Regions from separate parts of the Mus musculus genome. Here all the other regions are linked to region 3. Evidence: chromatin contacts called from public HiChIP or PLAC-seq and promoter capture Hi-C data. All regions are on one chromosome and are shown on one strand. Each heading gives the region's core, a stretch centred on a gene start, on an enhancer-like site or on the middle of the called end of the contact. The rest is flanking DNA. Distances are from core to core; before and after follow the strand shown. Region 1 holds the start of Zbed6 (zinc finger, BED type containing 6). Region 2 holds the start of Timm17a (translocase of inner mitochondrial membrane 17a). Region 3 holds the start of Klhl12 (kelch-like 12).

Region 1 (3,620 bases), core at 36-2,535, 790 kb after region 3:
GAAAGAAAGAAAGGAAGAAAGAAAGAAAGAAAGAAAGACAGACAAAACTAGCCAGGCATGGTAGCAGATGCCTGTGGCACTAGCACTCAAGGAGAGGAAGAATTGCTAAAGATTGGAGGCTAGCCTGGTCTACAGAGCAAGTTCCAGGTTAGGAGTTCATAGTATATCTGTCTCAAAAGCCAAAACAAACAAACAGATAAATGTGATTAAGTAAAGGAAAGCATCCAGAGCAGAACTTCTGCTATGGAAGTCCTTCAACTTTGCAAGAGAAAAGTAGTTTTTGTTTTTGTTTTTGTTTTTGTTTTTGTTTTGTTTTGTGATACAGGACTCTCTAAATAGTCCTGGCTGTTTTGGAACTCACTATATAGATCTGGGTGTTCTCAAACTCACAGAGACTTGCTTGCCTCTGCTTCTTAAGTGCTGCCACAACAGGTCAGTTAGTTCGGAGCTAATTTTTAATTAAATGTCTATCAGGTTTGGAAGGCTCATTATACACACTCTGGTTAACATAAATTGAATGTTTGGTATCTGGTAGACAGGTTTCTTGCTTCTCTCCTTGATTTTACAACAAAACAAAACTTTCGTGAAGAATAATTTTCTGATAGGCATCCGGGTCCACAGAAAGAAATTCCGGTCCCCGTGCCTCCGTGACACGTGACCCTATGACCCAAGAAGCCATTTTAAGGCTGGCCTCATAGAGGAAACTACAACTCCCAGAATGCCTGCGCTTTGCGTCGTGCTGGCACTTTCACTGGCCCAGCCTTAAAGGCGAGCCTGTAGCCGGGCGCCATCTTTGACGCTGGCAGTCCTGGGTTTCTGCTTGTTCGGCTGCTGTGAGGACGGCGGGCGACCGCAGCTAAGAAAAGAGAAAGACGTGGCAGCACGCGGGAGTCGGAGACATTGTCATCGGTTCGGTAAAGTTTCTGTTCTCTGGTAACTAGACCCATTTTTTGATTCCCGGGTGACTTGGGGCCTGGGAGGGAGAAGAGGGCGAGGGGAGTGGCAGCGGCCTCCCCTCGCCCGACTTTCGGCCTAGCCCGGGAAGTCTGAACCGGGCCCATCAGCACGGCAGCTACCCGGACTCCCGCCGGCGGCCCCGGCCTGCTGGGCTCCTAGGCAGACTTCAGCTCACTTTCCCACCCTCCCTGCCCCCACCCGCTCCGCCCCACCCCCACGGCGCCTGCTCCCTTACTTACCAACCTCTTCCCCCTCCCCCCACATCCGGTGTTCCCGAACCGGGATTCCCGGGTAGCCCCGGAAAAGCGACTGTTTCGGACCCCCGGAGGGGGAACTGACACTAGGTTGCTCTCTTCCGGGAATCAGTTTCTTTAGTTAGCTGGCCCTCCCTCCCGAGATCAGATCAAGTGCCTGGACCCGACTTTACCTCCTCGCCTTCCTCTCTAGGGTCCCACTACTTTGGAGGTTTTCTAATATTCCACATACAGAGTCGAATTCTGGTATCCTATTCCCATTCCCTACCCTGATTACTCTCCCGCCCAAGCCTTCATCCTCGAAGTCAAGAGCTACAGGGACTCTTCGTTCTTGTAGGATTGGTGAGATCGTACGAAGAACACCCCTTAGACGCCCATAATCGGTGCGGATCCCCATGGGGAAGGCTCGTTTTGTTGACATCTACCAGGCTTTGGTTCTGAACCCAGAGAAGGCGGCTGTGCAGCTAGTGGTAGCCATGCTTTCGTAGGGTAAACGTGTTGGTATTGAGGGGAGGGGAGGGGGCCCACGGAAAAGGAATGGAAGTGGTTTAAAGCTTATTTTAGTTTGGCTGCTCATAGAATGTCAATTTATGAGTTATTTACAGGTTGTATGTAATGTTGCTTCAGTCTAAAAATATGAACTCTTGATAGAAACCGTAAATGAAGAATATAGCTTGTTACCTTGTTTTGAAATTTTATTTCCAGTTAATTTTTCTTCAGCCACCTATAGTTTTCAAAATATCAGAACAGAAAGGGCACAGCTAGCGCTTACTGCTAATGCCTAGTATGTGGAATCTGATTTAGCTGGCCGGAATTGACTTTTTAGGTTGTATTGGCAAGTCAGTCTTAAATGATGACTGTTGAGTGGTGCACTAAGCTTAAGTGAAATTTCCTGAAAATATTCCCGAAGTTAAGGGAAAGCCAGTGTTGTTGTCGTGTGGATTCACTAAAAGTACATATTTTAAGAACTGAAGGCATTTCCAGCAGATGAAGTTCTTGATTCGGCAGCAAGAACGTGAACCTGCAATTTGGAAGACTTAACCTTTAGCTGCTCCAGATCCCATGACGGTGGGAAAATGGGCCTCGGTTCTCTTTTCTATAACATAAGGACACTGGACGATTTGAATTTGAAAGTTACAAGAACTCCTAAAGCCCTGCAAGACAGAGTTTGGGAATGTTCTCCATTGCTGTCATTTTTCCTCCAAAAATAACCTGGCTTGGAAATCATCAGTTGAAAGGGAATTTGACTCCCCATAGAAACTGGAGGAAAGGTAATACAAGTGGAGAGGGTCAGCTGTATTTCTGCCAGAGTAATAAACCCACTGAGAGGTTCTGGTCCGCATTGTGGAGACATAAAGAGAATGAGTGTATGTACTCTAAGTGTACCAGTTTCCTCAATCTCTCCTGGCAGAAGATGCAGTACTTTTGGTGATGCTGGGATTCTGGGGTGCGTTTCCATTAATTCAAACACAGACGAAGACGATGTGGTAGAGGGAAAGATGGTGGCAGAAGGAGCGAATAAAGAGACAAAATTGCCTGCTAAAAAGAAAAGAAAGAAGGGTTTGCGAATTAAGGGGAAAAGACGCCGAAAAAAATTGATTCTTGCCAAAAAGTTTAGTAAGGATTTGGGGTCTGGGAGACCTGTTGCTGATGCCCCTGCTTCGTTAGCTTCCGGTGCCCCTGAGCAAGATGAAGAAAGTCTTTTTGAGGGCAACATAGAAAAGCAAATCTATCTGCCTAGTACCAGAGCCAAAACCTCCATTGTGTGGCACTTCTTTCATGTTGACCCCCAATATACCTGGAGAGCAATTTGTAACCTGTGTGAAAAAAGTGTCAGCAGGGGTAAGCCAGGCAGCCATCTTGGTACATCTACTCTTCAAAGACATCTTCAGGCAAGGCATTCTCCTCACTGGACCAGGGCCAACAAGTTTGGAGTCACTAATGGGGAGGAGGACTTTACCTTGGATTTATCGTTGTCTCCTCCTTCTCCTGGAAGCAATGGAAGCTTTGAGTATATTCCTACTGATTCTGTAGATGAAAACAGAATGGGTAAGAAGCGCGATAAGTCAGCATCTGATGCCCTGAGGGCAAAAAGAGGGCGCTTTCTCATCAAAAGCAACATTGTCAAGCATGCCTTAATTCCAGGAACGAGAGCCAAGACATCTGCAGTTTGGAATTTTTTTTATACTGACCCTCAGCACATCTCAAGAGCTGTGTGTAACATATGTAAAAGAAGTGTGAGCCGGGGTAGGCCAGGTTCCCACTTAGGAACTTCAACACTTCAACGACATCTTCAGGCCACGCATCCCATCCATTGGGCTGTTGCCAACAAAGACAGTGGTGCTATTGGAAACGGATTAGATGAGACTGAAACAGAGAGCAGTGATCTCCTGAATGATACGATGCCTG
Region 2 (4,082 bases), core at 1,251-3,750, 860 kb before region 3:
ACAACTAATTAGATTTAACTATTCTTGATTATAGCCACACAGAAATATATATATATATATATATATATATATATATCTTGTTTGATGGGTGCTATGATACAAACTCCTGTCTTCAAAATTTTGAAGCATCCTGAGCCATCTCTCCAGTCCTTTGTTTGTTTGTTTGTTTGTTTGTTTGAAGCTAACCTCAAATATTAAAGCACTTCAAGTATCAGATTTCAATAAAATGTTCACATTTTGTGTGTTTACTTGAATACCATGGCAACATGGAACATGGAGGTCATAGAACATAGGTGCTGGTTCCTTCCTTCCACCCTGTGGGGTCTGAGGATTGAACTCACGTCAGCAGACTGCAAGCATCTTTACTCACTGAGCCATTTAGCCAGACTGTGTTGGATTTTTTCTTTTTTTCCTTCCTTCCTCCCTCCCTCCCTCCCTCCCTCCCTCCCTCCCTCCCTCCCTCCCTCCCTCCCTCCTTCCCTCCCTTCCTTCCTTTCCTCTTCCCTCCCTCTTTCTCTCTCTTTTTTCTATTTTCTTTTTTTTTCTTTTGCCCAGGATGGCCTGGACCATGCTCTGTAAGTGGGGATGAGTTTGAACGTGAGATCCTCGTCTCCCCATCTCTGCTGGGATTACAGGTGTGTACCGCACCCAGCTTCAGTTCAAAATTTTAGAGACATTTTGTTGCTAGTCTGTAGCTAGAAACATTTTGTTGCTATTCTGTAGCTCTATGGCTGGTTGACTCTTATTTCCAAAAATCTGAGCGGGGCAGTGGTGGTGCACGCCTTTAATCCCAGCACTTGGGAGGCAGAGGCAGGCAGATTTTTGAGTTCAAGGCCAGACTGGTCTACAGAGTAAGTTCCAGGACAGCAAGGGCTACACAGAGAAACCCTGTCTCGAAACACCCCCCCACCCAAAAAAAAGTCTGGAAAATATGTCATTTGTCACTGCAGTCTATTACTTATTACATTGGCTTTCCTATTAAATAAGTACCTATATTTAAAAAAATAATTAAAACATGAGTATTTTGTCTGAATTATCTGTGTATCATAAGTGGGCCTGGTGTCTGCAGAGGCCAGCAGAGGGTGTTAGATCCCCTGAAACTGGAGTAACAGACAATTGTGAGTTGCCATTTGTGCTGGGAATTGAACCCCAGTCCTCTAGAACAGTCAGGCTCTTGATTGCTATGCCATCTGTCTAGCCTCAAATATCTAGCTTTGTTTTGTTGTTGTTGTTGTTTTTTTTTTTGAGACAGGGTTTCTCTGTGTAGCCTTGGCTGTCCTGGAACTCACTCTGTAGACCAGGCTGGCCTCGAACTCAGAAATTTGCCTGCCTCTGCCTCCCAAGTGCTGGGAATAAAGGCGTCCGCCACCACGCCCGGCGTTGTTGTTGTTTTAAGGTGGAATGGAACAAGAACTCCCTTTATAGCTGGCAGTGACTGTGTTTTCCTGATAAGGCTGGTGAAACTTCATACTTTTAGCTTTTTCTTCTTTAACAAGGGAAGTCTGGAGTATCTCAGGATGGCTTTGAACTCTAAATGCAACTGAGGATATAACACTGAACTTCAATATGTGCCACCATAACCGTGTGTGTGTGTGTGTGTGTGTGTGTGTGTGTGTGTGTGTGTGTGTGTATGATGCTGGGGATCTGACTTACCAACTTAAGTATGACTATAGCCCTATTTTCAGTCTCTTTTCTCTGGGCTAAACATATCTCATGCTTTCTGGGTTATCCTTTGTGGGGAGGCATGGAAGAGGATCTGGCACCAACGACCCCCAAAATCAATGGTCTCAAATTGGCCATGGCTCCTGAAATGGTCCAATTGTCTCTATAAGATGAACACTTATTTTCGGGCTGCTAAATTGGCTCAGTGGGTAAAGTACTCGCTGTCAGCCCTGACAATTCCAGTTCTGTAGACTCTCCTTAGACCTCCATGCACCCACCAGATCCCGTACATACATCAATTAATAAAAATAATCTTTATTTTAAAAGTTATCTATTACATTCCAGACATTATGACTATATAGATCTGCTCTAAAAGAGCTACATATATTTATTAAAGATTCACTGTTCACGGCAAATTAAGTAGCACTATTAATAAATACCTGACAGCAAAAGCACTTTTTAAAAAATAGCGGCTGGATAGTGGTGACACACACCTTTAATCCAGCACTCGGGAGGCACAGGCTGGCTGATCTGAGTTTGAAGCCAGACTGGGCTACATAAGCGAGTTCCAGGGCAGAGAAACTCTGTCTCGAAAAAAAGGGCAATCAATGTTTATCCCAGGCCACGGGGCTGATCTGAACTCTGTCACTCAGTACTCCGAACCCCCGAACCTCCACGCCCTGGCCGGGGAGCCTCCACGCTCCGGGTCTACAAGGAGTCCGATTGCCATTGGCTGCGGCAGGAAGAGATGCTCCAATCCCCGTCCAGTAGCACGCCTCCGCCTGGGATCACTTCCGTCGCGGGGATCAATTTCCGCCCAGCGTGCCGTAGACTCTCGCGCGGGTTGGAGCCAAGATGGAGGAATACGCGAGAGAGCCGTGGTGAGTTGCCGCCGCCGCCCTTGTCCCTTAATTACCTCCTCCATCCGCCGTGGTCGGAGTCTGAGGTGCAAGCGGAGCTCCGCGCGGCTCGGCGCCGAGATCTGGGCAGCTGTGGGTAGTGTGGATGAGCGTGACAAAGGTGGCTTTTTAGCGCAGTGTGCCAGGACCCCAGCACCCCTGTGACCTTGTGGTGCATTGGGAGGAGGTCCGGTGCTGGGCTTGGTGGAGCTTTGGAACCTCCTCCCTATGGCAGGTGCTGTCGACTTTGTGCGGGGACAATAATGATCCCTTCTGCCTGCTGAGGCGACCTTGAACACGTCCCTAAGCCTCGCTCTGCTCAGTTTCTGCCTCGACGAAGGGAATGTAGATCTCCGAGTGCCATACCCGAGGCCTTATGCCTATGAGGACTAAGTGTCCCCACGATGAAGCATTTCAAATGAGTAGACCACAAATTTCACCCAACATCCAAGGGGGCTGGATGAGCTCCTTGTAGGCTGAAGCGGCCTTTCCTATGTGGAATTCCCGAAGAAAAAAGATATATCAGTATGTGGAAAATAGGAAGAGATGAGCTGCGTGTGTTCTCTGAAAAGCCATGAATAGACATAAATTCATTAAGTGTTTATTAAGTAAGGGCTGTATGCTTGGCTCAAGGTGTAAACAAGAGTAAATCAGGCATAGCTGTTTGCAGTAAATTAATGTAATAGCTGTCGAGTCTCAACAGTTGTTTGAATAAAGCCTCAGGTGTCACAAGCTAATAGATCTTGGTATTCTGGGTTTTTGTTTGTAATGAGCGTCAGGGTATTATCCTCAAATAGTGTGTCTGCCCAGGATTTTAAATTATTATTTGGTGGCACTCCCAAAAGTATGCTTCAGCCTTCTGTCCTCAGAGGAGGTTATCTCCATGTGTTGGGGTTGGATATGCAGGGTTTAGCTGGACTGTATAAATTGGTACTAGATGCCGTATAATGACACAGATTAGCAGGAGGGGTAATTTTGATACATTTGAGTTTTCCCCAGGTCAGGTGGCACAGGCCTCATGAGGTAGAAGCAGGAGAGCCAGCAAGTTTAAGGACAGCCTGGGCTCCATAGCAAGTTCTAGGGCAGCTGGGGTTAGACCTTGTGTCAGACATATTTTCATCAGAGTGCACTGTGCATGCTGGTAATCTCAGCACTTAGGTTCTAGGCTAGCCCAGGATACATAGCAAGGCCATGTCTTGATGTTTGATAAGTTACTGGACATTCCTTTTTTTTCTTGGTGTGTTCTGAGGCCAGCGCTGTCTGAAACAGTAGATGGTTTAATCATTGTCATAATACTTCTTTGTTGCTTTCTCGGAGTGCTTTAGGATCTATAAATAGAGTGGACAGAGTTTGCGGGGGGTTGGAGTACCAACTTTTGTGCTTAAGTTGGCTGTTCTAGTTATTTATTCCATCTGGGGCAGGCTACTTAACTTCTGTGTGAGCCTTCGTTCATTTGTAAAATACAGAGGAGATAGTCCCAGTCTTTTTATCAAGTTAGAAGATTATGAATTCTAAAGGGAA
Region 3 (4,055 bases), core at 777-3,276:
CTCTCTCCTCTCAGATGACCATAGCTTTTGTCACAGATATAAAACTAGCCAACACAAATACAGTAAATAACTGTACTGTTTTAGATGTGATAAGTAATCCAGAACTTGTCTTGATAGGGTATGTAAGTGGTATATGCAAATACTATGCATTTAACTCTACATGACTTCAGAGCCAGGTGTGGTGGTATATGCAAGCCAAGCATTCAGGAGACAAAGGTAGATTTCTGCAAGTTGGAGCTCACCCTGGTCTACATAATGAGCTCCAGGCCAGCCAGGGCTCCATAAAGAGACTTTTGTTTCAAAGAAACAAAGTAAACAAAGAAGACCAGCACACTCAGATTTTGGTATCTATGTTTTGTTTTGTTTTTGTTTTTGTTTTTTTTTTTTGAGACAAGGTTTCTCTGGGTAGCCCCAGCTATCCTGAATCTTACTCTGTAGACTGGGCTGGCCTTGAACTCACAGAGATCCACCTGCCTCAGATTCTCCCTGGGATTTTCCTCCTCAGAACACTTTCTAGGGGATGCAATGAAGGTGCTTATGAAAACTGTCCTTTGAGGATGCAAAACTTTCTAAAATGAACCAAAGAAAAAAGAAACTATTCATCTAAAGTCTACAATCCTAATTTCCTAAGATTAAAACTGAGATTCTACATTGTCATCTTTTGTTCAGTAGCTCCTTCAAAAGGACTCTGGACACTCCCCCCCCCCCCCAAACTCTGCAACATGTATTTAACCAAAAACTGAGACAACTTGCTAAAGTAAATGCTTTTTGTTTTTAAAAGGTTTGCTTAAGCTAACATAGTTTCAAACTATGAGATGCAAGAAACTGGGGATTTGCTGAATTCTCAGGAGCTGAAGATTATGAAGATTTCCTAGTGTTCTAGCACAAGGCCCAGCCTGTGATTAAACTTTAAGATTTGTTTCATAAATGACAGTAACCTCAGGGCTGCAACTTTCCTCCTAGCACAAAGCCTGACCATATATTCACCATTCAAAAACTACACATTCTAGAACAGCTAATATGTAAATAGAGGGGTTCCATTCTAAATCATTCTAGAAGGAAGAAAAAAGGCAATGAGAGAGAGAGAGAGAGAGAGAGAGAGAGAGAGAGAGAGAGAGAGAGAGAGAGAGAGAGAAAGGAGTTCTCCCCTAAGAACACCAAGCTTACCATCAAGTATTAGGGAGACCTAGGTAGGCAAGGAGTTAGATATGCGGTAATCATGGAAGCTGCAACAGTATCTTGGTAGCTGTGTCTCCCGGTTAAGCAGGGACTACACTAAGGTTCCCATGGTCAAAATCTGTAAAACTGTATTTGGGATGTTCCACCAAGGCAAACGATACTTAACAAATTGCCAAAACCGCGTTAAAGGGTCTGCATTCTCAAAAGGCACTGGCTTCATTACAATGTGTTGGAGTTTCCAAATCTCCCACCCCATACCTTGCTTTTTTTTTTTTTTTTCAAGATTGCTGGGGATAAATGCCTTACAAGAGGAGGTGAAGACCACTATAATTTGGGAGGGAAAGGGAATTATCTTACCTTCATGCATGAATATACCTTACACCTCACTAATATTCTTAAGAAACTTCTTTAAAACCCCAATGCGCTACTGCCTACCTTCGGAGGAAGCCCACTCCAATCTTTGGAGTGTGTAGCTTTACTAAATAAACGTCCCCTTACTGTTTCTCAGCTGAATTCTTTCCTCCCAGGTTAAACCTTCTCCCGGGGCAGGCGGCAGCTGCTCCGGAGAAGCCGAGAAGGCAGCGCTATGCCTGCAGCGCCCCAGCTCATCTCCTACCGACCCGGGCTGGGGGGGGTACCCGGGTTGGGGGAAGGCCGCGCCCCCGGCTGAGGGCAGAGGGAAAGGCCGTGTGTCAGGGCCGCGCTCACTCACCAGGGCTCCTGGGCCGTCCGAGCCGAGGTGCTAGGCGCCGGGCTCCCAGGCGGCTGAGCAGCCGGAGCGCCGCCGCTGCCGCCCGGACCAGCCGCTGCGGAGCAGTCTCCGTGGTAAACTCCAGTCTCGGAGTACGGCGACCGCGCGGCATGATGACGTCACGCCACGGGAGGGGCGGGCCTCTCCTGGGTTACGTCACCTTAGGAGGCCGAGCCAAGAAGTCCTGCTTACCTGAGAGCTCAGAAAAAGAGACCTGAGAGTGGGTAGACGGGTGGGTGGGGAGTGCCGCGTGTGACAGTGCGCTGGAGGCCAGAAGGACCCAAGACTGGCGGTCCCCACGCGGTATGGCAGGCGCTAGGCTGCGTTCCTGCCACACTCGGGAGACCCACGGGGTTTCAGAGTTCTCTAGGTCGGTTTCTGAAGAATCAGGCTCCGCTTCACCATAGGGAGGACTTTCCCATCCCGGATAACCACAGGGTCCTAAATGTGCCTGTCACCATGAGGCGATTGCTTCCTTCACTCCAAGGAAAAGGAACTTGTGGATTGACTGAGCCACCAGAAATGGGTCGCAGTAGGGGAAACTGCAAAGACCCTTCTCAAAGAAGACGCCACAGCCATCTCCTCTCCTCTGACTCACCATGGTCGTTCATTAGTGCTGCGGTTCTTAGGACGTTTGCTTTTCGTTGATTTTGACTTTTTGCCTTTGGCTGAGAAGGGAAAGATGTTTCTTGTTCCAGTATAGATGAATGACTAATTGGATTATCCAGTTTTCCTTTGCACGGCGTTTGGTTCTTAGGGATAGTAAAGTGTAGTCAAGAGGGCAGCGTCTTCGTTTTACATAGTGTTTTCTTCGTGTCATAGCTTCTTGATCCCAAACTGTTCCTGACATTTAAATATGGTGGACAGAGTGCAGAATTGATAGAAAATGTTGAGGGCACTCTGGAAATAGTTGTTAAAATGATCAATGTAGATCTATTTTGTCTAGGTTTTGTAGTGTAGTCATCAGACTTCAGGGCAGGAATGCTTCCCCACCAAATCTGGACCCAGAACTACTACAGCAGATGAACTTAAGGTAGCTAGAACAGAAGCTAACGATCTTGGGCACCAGGCACATACATGGTGCTCATGTATACATGTAGGCAAACCATTTATGCACATAAAATCTTAAAATTACAAAACATATCTACTGGTTCTCCTGGTCTTCTCTGGCTACTTCTGCTTTTATATATGCATTTCCCCTAGTAACATCTTTGCCCTTTTTCTTTCATCTAGGCAAATGCTTTCCTGATGAGCAGAAAAACACACAAATTCTTTAAGAATTTCTGTGAGAGCTAGACATTACACGTGCATACCCACACTTGGGAGACTAAAGCAGGAGAGAACAAATTCAAGGGGAGAAAACAATAACAACTAAAGCTGAAAATGTGGCTGGCATGTGAAAGGCCCAAGACAGGTGAAGGTCAGAGGGTTGAGAGTTTCTTTGTTTTTGTTTTTAAGATTTTATTTATTTTATGTATATGAGTACATCTTTTAAGCAAGTAAATATGAATTAGTGTGGTTTGAAACCAAGAAAGGTTAAAGTGTACTTGCACACGTATGGATATTCTTGGAGCCATAAGAGAGAAAAATGGCCTAAAGAGGAGGTTGTGTGCATTCCAGGGGTGAGATGAGGGAAGGAAGGAGAAAATAGGACAGCGAGGAGGCACAGACAGGAAGGCAGACAGAAAAGTATCAAGGAAAACTTGGAGAAAGTTGCTACATAGATGTATTGGATAACAACCAGATCCAAGTGGAAAGATACAATATGTAAAAACAGTTTTGTGGCCAGGCATACTAACTAAGGTTTGTATTTCCAGCATTCAAGAAGCAGAAGGATGCGATTTGAGGCAAACCTGGACCTATTTAATGAGCAACAGACCAGCCAGACCCAGTTGTAAAATGTCAACAGTAAAAAGCTCTTTTCTCAGTGTTAACTGTGGAAAAAAAAGGGAGGGGGGAGCTATTAGTTCGTTGTTGTGTGGTGGAAGGTTTTCACCAGTTAGTGGTGGTGCATACCTTTAATTCCAGAGGCAGAAACAGGCAGATAGCTGAGTTTGAGGCCAGCCTGGTCTACAGAGTGAGTTCCAGGATAGCCAGGGCTACATAGAGAAACCCTACTTCAAAC

Evidence for each region. Promoter capture Hi-C pulls out the DNA fragments that hold promoters and counts their contacts. HiChIP or PLAC-seq counts read pairs in DNA pulled down with a chosen protein or histone mark.
Region 1: a contact with region 3 is called in an H3K27ac HiChIP or PLAC-seq map of extraembryonic endoderm stem cells, with 7 times the contacts expected there. The contact joins the promoter of Zbed6 here to the promoter of Klhl12 in region 3. A contact is called at or near these places in 1 of 39 promoter capture datasets (hippocampal neurons) and 1 of 115 datasets of contacts at active chromatin or transcription factors (extraembryonic endoderm stem cells).
Region 2: a contact with region 3 is called in a promoter capture Hi-C map of cranial neural crest. The contact joins the promoter of Timm17a here to the promoter of Klhl12 in region 3. A contact is called at or near these places in 1 of 39 promoter capture datasets (cranial neural crest) and 1 of 115 datasets of contacts at active chromatin or transcription factors (embryonic stem cells).

What each region holds. Positions count from the first base shown.
Region 1 is chr1:133,658,550-133,662,169 of GRCm38.p6, reverse strand. Zbed6 (zinc finger, BED type containing 6) reads left to right here and starts at 1,285. Exons shown (of 1, transcript NM_001166552.1): 1 at 1,285-3,620. The coding sequence starts at 2,573. Zc3h11a (zinc finger CCCH type containing 11A) reads left to right here and starts at 771. Exons shown (of 18, transcript NM_001276767.1): 1 at 771-933.
Region 2 is chr1:135,312,155-135,316,236 of GRCm38.p6, reverse strand. Timm17a (translocase of inner mitochondrial membrane 17a) reads left to right here and starts at 2,500. Exons shown (of 6, transcript NM_011590.2): 1 at 2,500-2,543. The coding sequence starts at 2,518.
Region 3 is chr1:134,453,502-134,457,556 of GRCm38.p6, reverse strand. It overlaps Klhl12 (kelch-like 12), which reads right to left and starts at 2,026. Exons shown (of 12, transcript NM_001311136.1): 1 at 1,892-2,026.